Regions from separate parts of the Rattus norvegicus genome. Here region 1 is linked to region 2. Evidence: chromatin contacts called from public Hi-C data. All regions are on one chromosome and are shown on one strand. The core of a region is the stretch at or near the end of the contact, and the rest is flanking DNA. Distances in the headings are between cores, read along the strand shown.

Region 1 (4,420 bases), core at 1,097-3,596, 54 kb before region 2:
GAAGGGAACAGACCAGGGATGGTTCCATTCTGCTTGGGACCTTTCTAACAGTCATGCTGACTTTGTAAAAGGACTGAGTGAATGGGCGGGTCAGTAGGGTTGAAGCCGGAAGGGATAGCTTGTGTTTGTAGGTGGTGAAGATCCGTGGGGGCTGCTCACTGACTGTTGTCTGTTCTAATGGAACTCCGTGGAAGTCCTGGCTCCCCAGCATCCATCTCGAGAGTAACATGGATCACGTGCCTGTGTGCTTCCACTGCTCCATTTTAGGGGCTGCTGGGGCCTGAACCCAGGTACCTGGTACAGTTGGCGGATCCTACCTACTGAGCTGCATCCCCAGTGGATTTACGTTTAAATATCTTCCAACATTTCAAAGGCTTCCCAAGTGAGACAGACATTCTGAATTCTTTGGATTGTCACAAATATTGCCTGGAGTCCAGAAGTGTGAATGAGGAAAAGCCATGACTACTGATGGACGGTGTCAAACAAACCAAGAGTGTTTCCTTGTGTAGATATGGTCATACCACAGGAACTAGGAAGTGCTGGAGAGCAGCTATTTAAATAACCGAGAACAACCACAGACATCCAGTCCTTAATATCTGGGAGGGAAAAGCTTTATCAGAAAGCTTGCTTAATTTGCCTCCCCCCCCCCTCTGTGTGTGTGTGTGTGTGTGTGTGTGTGTGTGTGTGTGTGTGTGTGTCTGAGTCTGACTCTCTAAACCCTGTCTGGTAGATGTTTTTCTGAAGTCTTGCCAAGACCATTAATTAGATTTTTATTTGGTGGAAGAATTTGGCATTATCATTTGATCATTTTGGGTGAAAAATGGAATTTGTCATGTGCTCTAAACCCATTCGTGGGAATCTCATGGACACTGGAATGTCTACAGCAGCAGAGGAAATCAGGCTACTGATGGCATCATGGGAGCCCAGTTCTAAGTTGGCCTCCAATGGCTGTACTTTAGTTACCTTACTCCTTTGGAGTCTCTTCCCACATTGACTGCCGTTATAGGAAGAACAATGTGTGGCTTCTTGGTAGGTCTTGGGAGACATGATGGCTTCTCTCCTTGGTTTCTCTCAGCTCTCTTGCTCAGAGGAGAGCTAGCTGCATCGTTTCAAGACTATTCAAATAGCCCGTGAGAAGACCCAAGCTGTAAGACATTGAATCTACCTGTCTGCTGTCATATGATTGTGCCATTTTGGAGGCAGAGCCTTTAGTTCTGGTCCGCAAGCCTCCCTCCCCACTTTTGTAGTGCATGGCAGAATACCACGGACTTCACCCAGCGCCTTGTGCCTGCCAGGCACCTGATCTACCACTGAGCTGCATCCTCAGCTCCCCTCCCATTTCTTTTGAGGTAGGGTCTCACTAAGTTGCACAGGCAGGTGTTAAACCCACTCTGTAGCCCAGGCTTTGAACTTTTAATCCTCCTGCTTTAGCCTGGAATGACAGGCCTGTGCCACCAGGCTCAAGTTGGCCAACATCCTGGCTCCTGGTTCACTGGAGCCAGCATCACTACATCACTTCTACTACCCCAGAAACTTGTGAAGGCAAACAGCGGTTGTTGTTTAAGGCTGGATTGTGAGGAAATTGGTTATGTAATAGTAGATAATTACTATAACATTTTAACTTACTCTAGACAGTTATGGTCTTATTTATATTTGTGTATCCAAAAGGTTGTGTGTGTGAGTATGTGTATGTCTGTGTGTGTGAATGTGTAAATATGTATGTGTATATATTGTGTGCGTGTGTGTTGAGTGTATGAATGTATATGTGTATTATTTTTATTTATTATTTTTTCTTTTTTTCGGAGCTGGGGACCGAACCCAGGGCCTTGCGCTTCCTAGGCAAGCGCTCTACCACTGAGCTAAATCCCCAACCCCGTAGATGTGTATTTATGTGCATATGTGTGTGTATGTGGGTATCGAGTGTAGTATATGTAGAGAGGTGCCAGTGCCAAGGCCAGAAGAGGGCACTGGGTAGTCCTGCTCTCCTGTTCTCTGCTTTATTCTCGAGTCGTGCTGGTAGCCAGCAAATTCCAGAAAGCCTCCTGACCTGGCCCTCTGCATCGCTAGGGTCACAGGCACACAGACAGCCTTGGTGAGCTTCTTTTGTTGGACCTGGGGATCTCAGCTCAGTTCCTTTTGCTTGTTTACCAAGTGTTCTCACCTACTAAGTCCTCTCGGTCCTGCAGATAATGTGCTTATCCATCTTGGGCCTGAACTGGTAGAGATGGATTTAGGTGCTTCGTGCGTGGTGGACGAATTCCGGTGGCAATCATTACACAGCAGGTAGGTGCCCCGAGGAGTGATTAGATGTGGTTTAGTGAGTTTTGAAGTACAGAGTGAGTCATGTGTTCAGGACTCTGGAAATGTGTAAGAGCAAGTTAGCGTCACACACACACGGAGGAAAAATCCTTCTGCCCTGGTCACCTTCGGACAAGGGAACTAGTTTAAGCCAGCATCATTCAGTTAATTTCACAAAAGGCAAACTAGAGGGCAAATTGTTTGCTCCATTATTGGTGACTGGACAGAGACCTCAGCTCCACCCTGGCAAACTCAGCAACCTGAGGGGTGTCCTCCTAATCTTTTAGGGTCTCTACTCAGACTTTGATGCTGAGAGAAAATTCAGCCAATAAGATGAAGCAGAGACGGGGATTTTATTGACGATGCTTTTAATACAGGCTTGAAGTTAAGAGAAAGAGGTGCTCAGGAAATAAGGCTATGCTAATGTGGCCTCCCCAAAGGAGCGTCATAGCTGTCTTAGCATTGGCCATTAGATACTCTGTTGGTGGTTCTAGAGAAACCTTTCCTTTTTCTTTTCTCTCCTTTAAACACCATCTTTTGCTACCATTTTGAGAACTTTATACATGGATACATTTTGATCAACTTACCTTCACGTCTCTCCCAGTTTATATCTGATCTACCCCTCAGTCCTGGCTTCATGGTTTCCCTTTTGTTCTCTTTTAAATAATCCACCAAATCCAGTTTGCTCTGTCCATAAACCCATTGGCATGGACCCCCAATGGAGCACAGTTGACCTACTAGGGGCCACACCCTCAAAGAAAGCTGACTCTCCCTCTCTCTGCCATTATCAACCATTGATAGCTCTTCAGCAAGTGGGGGGCTCAAGAACTCCTTCCCACACTGGAATGTTGACTGACCTCATTGCCTCTCCAACCACCTCTGGCTCTTGGAATCTTTCCACCCCTTCTTCCACAATGGTTCCTGAGCCGTGTGTGTGTGTGTGTGTGTGTGTGTGTGTGTGTGTGTGTGTGTGTGTGTGTGTGATACCATGGTCCTGTTTGTGGCTGAGCCTTCCATACACTTCTTCTCTGCACTTTGACTAGTTGCCAAGTTTCTCCACTAACCACTGTCCACGGTGCAGAGAAACTTCTCTGATGAGGTCTGAGAGCTGTGCTCACCTGTGCTTACGGAGAAAGGTATTTAGGGGGCAGGTTTTGTACAGTAGCAAAATAGTAGTCATAGGCTCATCCCTGTGGCCTGTGCTCTTCCACTTTTGAGAACTGAGAAAAGAGAGCTGGCTTTGAAGATGAGTTGGATGGAATTATCATCTGATAAGGTAAAACCAGGGCTGCTGTAGTTGGGCAAAAGCTTTAGTGCACACACTTTCCTCAAAAATGGGGTTTCTGATGCGTGGATTCAAAGCCTGCAGGTTTCCAGCCAGGAGGGGAGAAAGGCCTTCCATGGTTGTACACTGTGTTGGGATTCTTGTTCCAACCCAAGCTCCCTTTCCTTCTCAAGTTCCCCCAAATTTCTCTATTTTTCTTGCCTCAGTTTCTCAGGGAGACTGCAGAAACTTCCAGAGCAGGAAACAGAGCTGGGATGTGCAGTTGGCCTGGGAGTAGGTGTGTGAGTGCCAGGGGAGTGGCCTTTCCTCAGGAAATTCCAGTGCTGTGGATGGGCCTTTTCCTTGGGGATACAGATGCTGTGGAGAACAGGGCCAAGCACACATATTTTTGCCTTTGAACACTTCCCTTCCTTTTGTTTTATTTGGTAAATTTCTATTCATTTTTCTCAAGTGTGTGGTCTGAAGGGAAGAAATCTGGCTGTGTCTGGATTTAAGGAAACTTTGAGTCCATTTATACATAGTGGGAGGAAAAAGCCTGGATGTTCATCAAAGACTCTCATTCTCTCTCTCTCTCTCTCTCTCTCTCTCTCTCTCTCTCTCTCTCTCTCTCTCTCTCTCTCAAACTGAGTATGTAGAAATAGTCAAGAAGTCAAACTAATAAATGGCAGGACTCAGCAAAGGTGGCATTGAAGCAAAAGTGGTCTGAGCATATGTGGGCACATGGGATATGGGAGGAGGACATTGCACCCTGTTTTTTTCCATCCCAAACTGTCCAAGAACCTGGAGACATCTGCTTGAGCAGGTTCTACCGGCGAGATGACAGCGCAGGAAGGTCAG
Region 2 (4,295 bases), core at 942-3,441:
TTAGATTTATTATGTATACAGCATTCTGCCTGCTTGTATGTCTGCAGGCCATACGAGGGCACTAGACCTCATTATAGATGTTTATGAACTAACCATGTAGTCACTGGGAACTTAACCTCTGAGCCATCTCTCCAGCCCCCTTTATAGGTTTTACATTTTATTTAATGTTATTTATTATTGTGTGTGTGTGTGTATGAATGTGGAAGATGGAAGACACTTGGCTGAGTCCGTTCTCTCCATTTTCACGTGGGTTCTGGAGTCTGAACTCTAGTCTCCGTCTTCACAATAGACAGTTCATCAGTCACACGAGTTCCAAGAGCTTCCTAGCTGGTGTTTACAGAGCCACCCACAGTTGTCCGTCCACACTGGCAGGTCCATAGTTCATACTTAGACACAAGTGCTGCCTTTGAAAAGTCAAAATCTTGGTTTTTAAAAAGCATCTGTCGGGGCTAGAGAGACGGCTCAGTGGTTAAGAGCGAGGGACTGCTCTTCCAGAGGACCCACATAGTGGCACACAACCCCACTTGAGACTCCATTCCAAGGAAATCTGACAGCCTCTTGTGGCTTCCACAGGTACTGCACATGTGTGGTACACAGACTTGCAGGCAGACAAAACATGTATATGCATAACATAAAAGAATGAAAACATTGTTTTATAAATAATACATTTTAAGAAGCACCCATGACCAAGTTTACCCAGACCTATGTAAAATCTACTGGAGACAGAAGAAACGTAGGTTCAAGTTCCCCAGCGCTGAGTGCGGAAACCTCTTTCTCTCATTCATAAAACTACTCTGAAATGCTTCTCTCTGAATTCCCAGTGATGTTTAATAGCGTCCAGAGGAACAGACTGTCATTACTCTGTGATGGTGATTTACCAGAATTGGCCACCACTGTCCTGTGCAATCCAGTGCGGGTTCGGGAGTGTCCACTGCTGGTTACCGGGTGCTGTAGAAAAGAGGCAGGTCACTCATGGGAGAAAGCTTCTGGAGCATGAAGTATTTGTAGAACTGTCCGGGCTGCCTTCCCAGTTAAGACACAAACTATACCAACACATCCTTAGTGCGTTTGTTTCGTTCATCGGGGCTTAGGGTAATGCTTTTCTCCTTTTGTATATTTCCTGTGTGCCCAACTGTATCACAAAAGCAACAACACATTTTTAAAATACCTGCTGTGGACAGTGTAAGAAATGACACAGATAAAAGCTGGGGGTGTCTGTCGCTAGTAGAACACTTGCCTAGCAGTGAAGCTCTGGGTTCAATTTCAAGCACTGAATATAAGGCTCGATCTTGTAACACCAGCACTTGGGAGGTAGATGTAGGAAGAGCAGGTTTGAGATGATCCTGGGCTACATAGGAAATTTGAGGGTACTCTGGGATCCTTTAGGAAGAAGGAAAGAGAAGAAGAGAAGGAGAGAGGAAAAGAAATAGATGCCTTATGTTCGCAAGCCCTAACAATGCTCGGTTCTCATTTGCTCTCGGGGTTTCTTTCCATGGGCACCCCGTGCTCCTAATGCAAGTAAGTCGAACTGAAGTGACCTGTTTGTGTCCTCCTTTCCCAGGACAAGGTGTCCCAATTGGAGATTGAGTTGGAAGAAGAAAGAACGAACGCTGACTTGCTGTCTGAGAGGATCACTTGGAGCAGGGAACAGGTATGAGGGAGTTGTTGAAGGGAGAAGTGTGTGGCACTATGGGAAATGAGGCATGAGAGGTTGAGCCTAGGGACTCAGAGTGAGGAGGAGACAGTCTTGCCTTACAGAGCACAAGGAGAGATTCAGTAGTCTTTGACATCATAAGCCACTGGGAGGGAAGGGATTGGTAACATGAGGGAATTTCCTAGAGTGGTGGCAGGAAATGATATATTAGTTGCAGAAACCAAGGTTCACCTCAGGGTGACTAGGCTGGAGGTTTGGGGGGCGTCAGTGGGCTGGCAGTCCCTGCTCACAAACGAAGATGAAGGTCACTGGCTCCTTTGCCACCCACCCTTCTGATGTGCATGCGTTTCCATGGGGAGTGAGGCTCTGGTTCTGTGTTGGCTCCTGAGCTGTGCTCATGGTGGGGTAGCATTCAGAAGCCTGAGCAGCAGAGGTTTAGAGAGGGACTTTCTCGAATGCCAGGACACAGATGGGCAGCTCAACCTTGACATTGGCTCCCCACAGTTCTTCCTGTGTTTTCTAAGTTCTCGTACTGGCCTCAGAGCTGTTTTGTTAGGAGGTCCTGCCAGTCTGGTTAAGCAGCCGTTGTACCTCAGGGCATTCCAAGTCTGCTAAGCATGCATAATGAGAGAAATGCCCGTAGGTTTGTTTTGTCCAGGTTCCCTGTGATTGAAGTACAGTGGGAGGAATGGTGAGAACTGTCACCTTACTAATATTCCAGGCGGTTAAAACCAGTTTTCAGTTCCACCATGAATACCCAGAAGAAAACACAGGCATGCTGAACCAGAACACAGCACTTCCACTGGTTCAGCTGCTGGCCCAGAACCATGAGGTGTCTGGTCCCAGAGCGCCTTTGGCTTTCTCCTCTCACTGAGTCATGGGATGCGACTGCTCGCCTCAGTGATCAATGCTGAAAATTTTCCATTGAGCCAAGAACTTGAGGGTTCATGCTGGAGGACTCCATGCGCAGACTTAGGTCTGCTCCTGTGCTGGCCTCCTGTGGAGCTTTGGGGGATTCCCAGATTACTGAGTCTGGAGATGTAGCTCAGTTTGCAGGGTACTTGCCCATCATGCACAAAGTCCTGGGTTCAATCCCCGGCACTGCAAAAACTGGCATGGTAATGCATGGCTGTGATTCTAAGAAGTGAAGGCAGGAGGATCAGACATTCAAGGCCATCTATCCTTGGCTACATCTTAAGTTCAATGCCAGCCTGGGCTACACAAGACCTTTTCCACAAATAAACCAAAGCTATTTATGTAGAAGTATCTAAAGGTGTCCCCTCTCCAAACCTGCCAATTGTCCAGTTCCATTTCTGCCTTGTCATTTCTGGGAGGTAGAGAAAGTAAGTGCATGCTTGCTGTAAATGGAGAAACTGAAAATCAAGTTCAAATTGATGTAGAAACTGATGAGAAACAAACCCAAAGCTCTAAGACCGATGCTGCTTCCCCTTCCTTCCCTCCCTCCCTTCCTTCCATGGTTTGTGGTGATAGGTCTTGTTATGAAGCCCATGCTAGCCTCTACCTGTCTATCCTCCTGCCTCAGCCTCTGAGCACTGGTGAGTGATGCCTGTTGATGGAGGTCTCTGACCCCTTCTGGCCCTTGATGCCTCCTGATTAGAGAGGGACATTTGAGAAGAATGTCCCGCTTCACCAACAATCCTTTGTCTCAAATGCTGGCTTTCTGCCTTTAAAGGGCATGTAGACAGGGCATGTAGACAGGGCATGTAGAGAGTCAGTGCTGACTTCCCAGGGACATGCACCTGTGGCTGCCTGTCATATCGCAGCAGGAAGGGGACCCTTAAAAGCTGAACCCCTTTCTCCTCTAATCAGTTCTGAGTTTCTGATATCCTAACAAAGTCAGGAGACTAAAGGACAGAAAGTGGCACCGGTCACCTTGAGTCCTATGAATGGCATTAGCCAGGGACTCCCAGCAAATTACAGCTAGAAAAAGAGGAAGCACAAGAAAAGATTAAAACAACAACAACAACAAAAACAAAAACAAAACAAAAAACAAAAACAAAAACAAAACCCTCTTGCTGTCTTTTAAAAGTAAAGTTTTCTGTTCTCTATTTAAAACTGAGCACTCCTAAGTTCTGAATCCTGTTTCCTCCCAATATATCCAGTCTTTCCCCTCATCCCAGCGTTAGGTCTTAGGTAAATAGGCCAGACCAAAGGGCTCTGGCAATCTAAGCCTAAGGCTGGCCCTCTGACAGGACCTTGGGTTAAATCTGCAGAATTGTGTAATGGATGAAAGATTTGAGACCCAGAACCACGAAGGACTTAAGGCAGAGTCCTGTGGCAGGTAGCTCTAAGGGCTAACTTAGGCTTCCTCTTCCCAAACATGGTGTTTTAGCTACCAGAGCCTGGAAAATACAGCAAATATGGCTTCATGCATGGCAGAGTGGTAAAGCTGCAGAATTCCGGAGTGATCCTAGGAGAGGAACTAGATTTAACAAGCAGAAAACTAACAGTAAAACGGCACAGGTGCTAAATACCAAGAGTGGGATGCCAGTCCATGAGGGAAAGGCCCTTAGTGAAATCTTGGCCAGGCATCAACCTTGAAGAAGTGATCCAGCAGAGTAGCTGGGCACAGTGGGTGTGGCATCAGAGCCAGAACAGGTCGACAAGTCAGCACCGGATG

The links. Hi-C and Micro-C count contacts between places; a contact is called where the count stands out from the background.
Region 1: a Hi-C map of kidney shows a contact between it and region 2, with 2.2 times the contacts expected there. The contact joins two enhancer-like sites. A contact is called at or near these places in 4 of 12 Hi-C or Micro-C datasets (hepatocytes, kidney and liver).

Annotation. Positions count from the first base shown.
Region 1 is chr8:81,222,862-81,227,281 of GRCr8, reverse strand. The region is part of intron 8 of Cgnl1 (cingulin-like 1); the gene reads left to right. Among named protein-coding and RNA genes, the nearest start is that of Cgnl1, 81 kb to the left of the region's middle. Within about 2 kb of position 2,346, at least 2 of the 93 cell types and tissues checked have an H3K27ac peak or open chromatin away from gene starts, as enhancers often do. A contact at or near this core is called in kidney, where this site is marked.
Region 2 is chr8:81,169,202-81,173,496 of GRCr8, reverse strand. Cgnl1 (cingulin-like 1) reads left to right here. Exons shown (of 19, transcript NM_001389277.1): 14 at 1,562-1,651. Among named protein-coding and RNA genes, the nearest start is that of Myzap, 48 kb to the right of the region's middle. Within about 2 kb of position 2,191, at least 3 of the 93 cell types and tissues checked have an H3K27ac peak or open chromatin away from gene starts, as enhancers often do. A contact at or near this core is called in kidney, where this site is marked.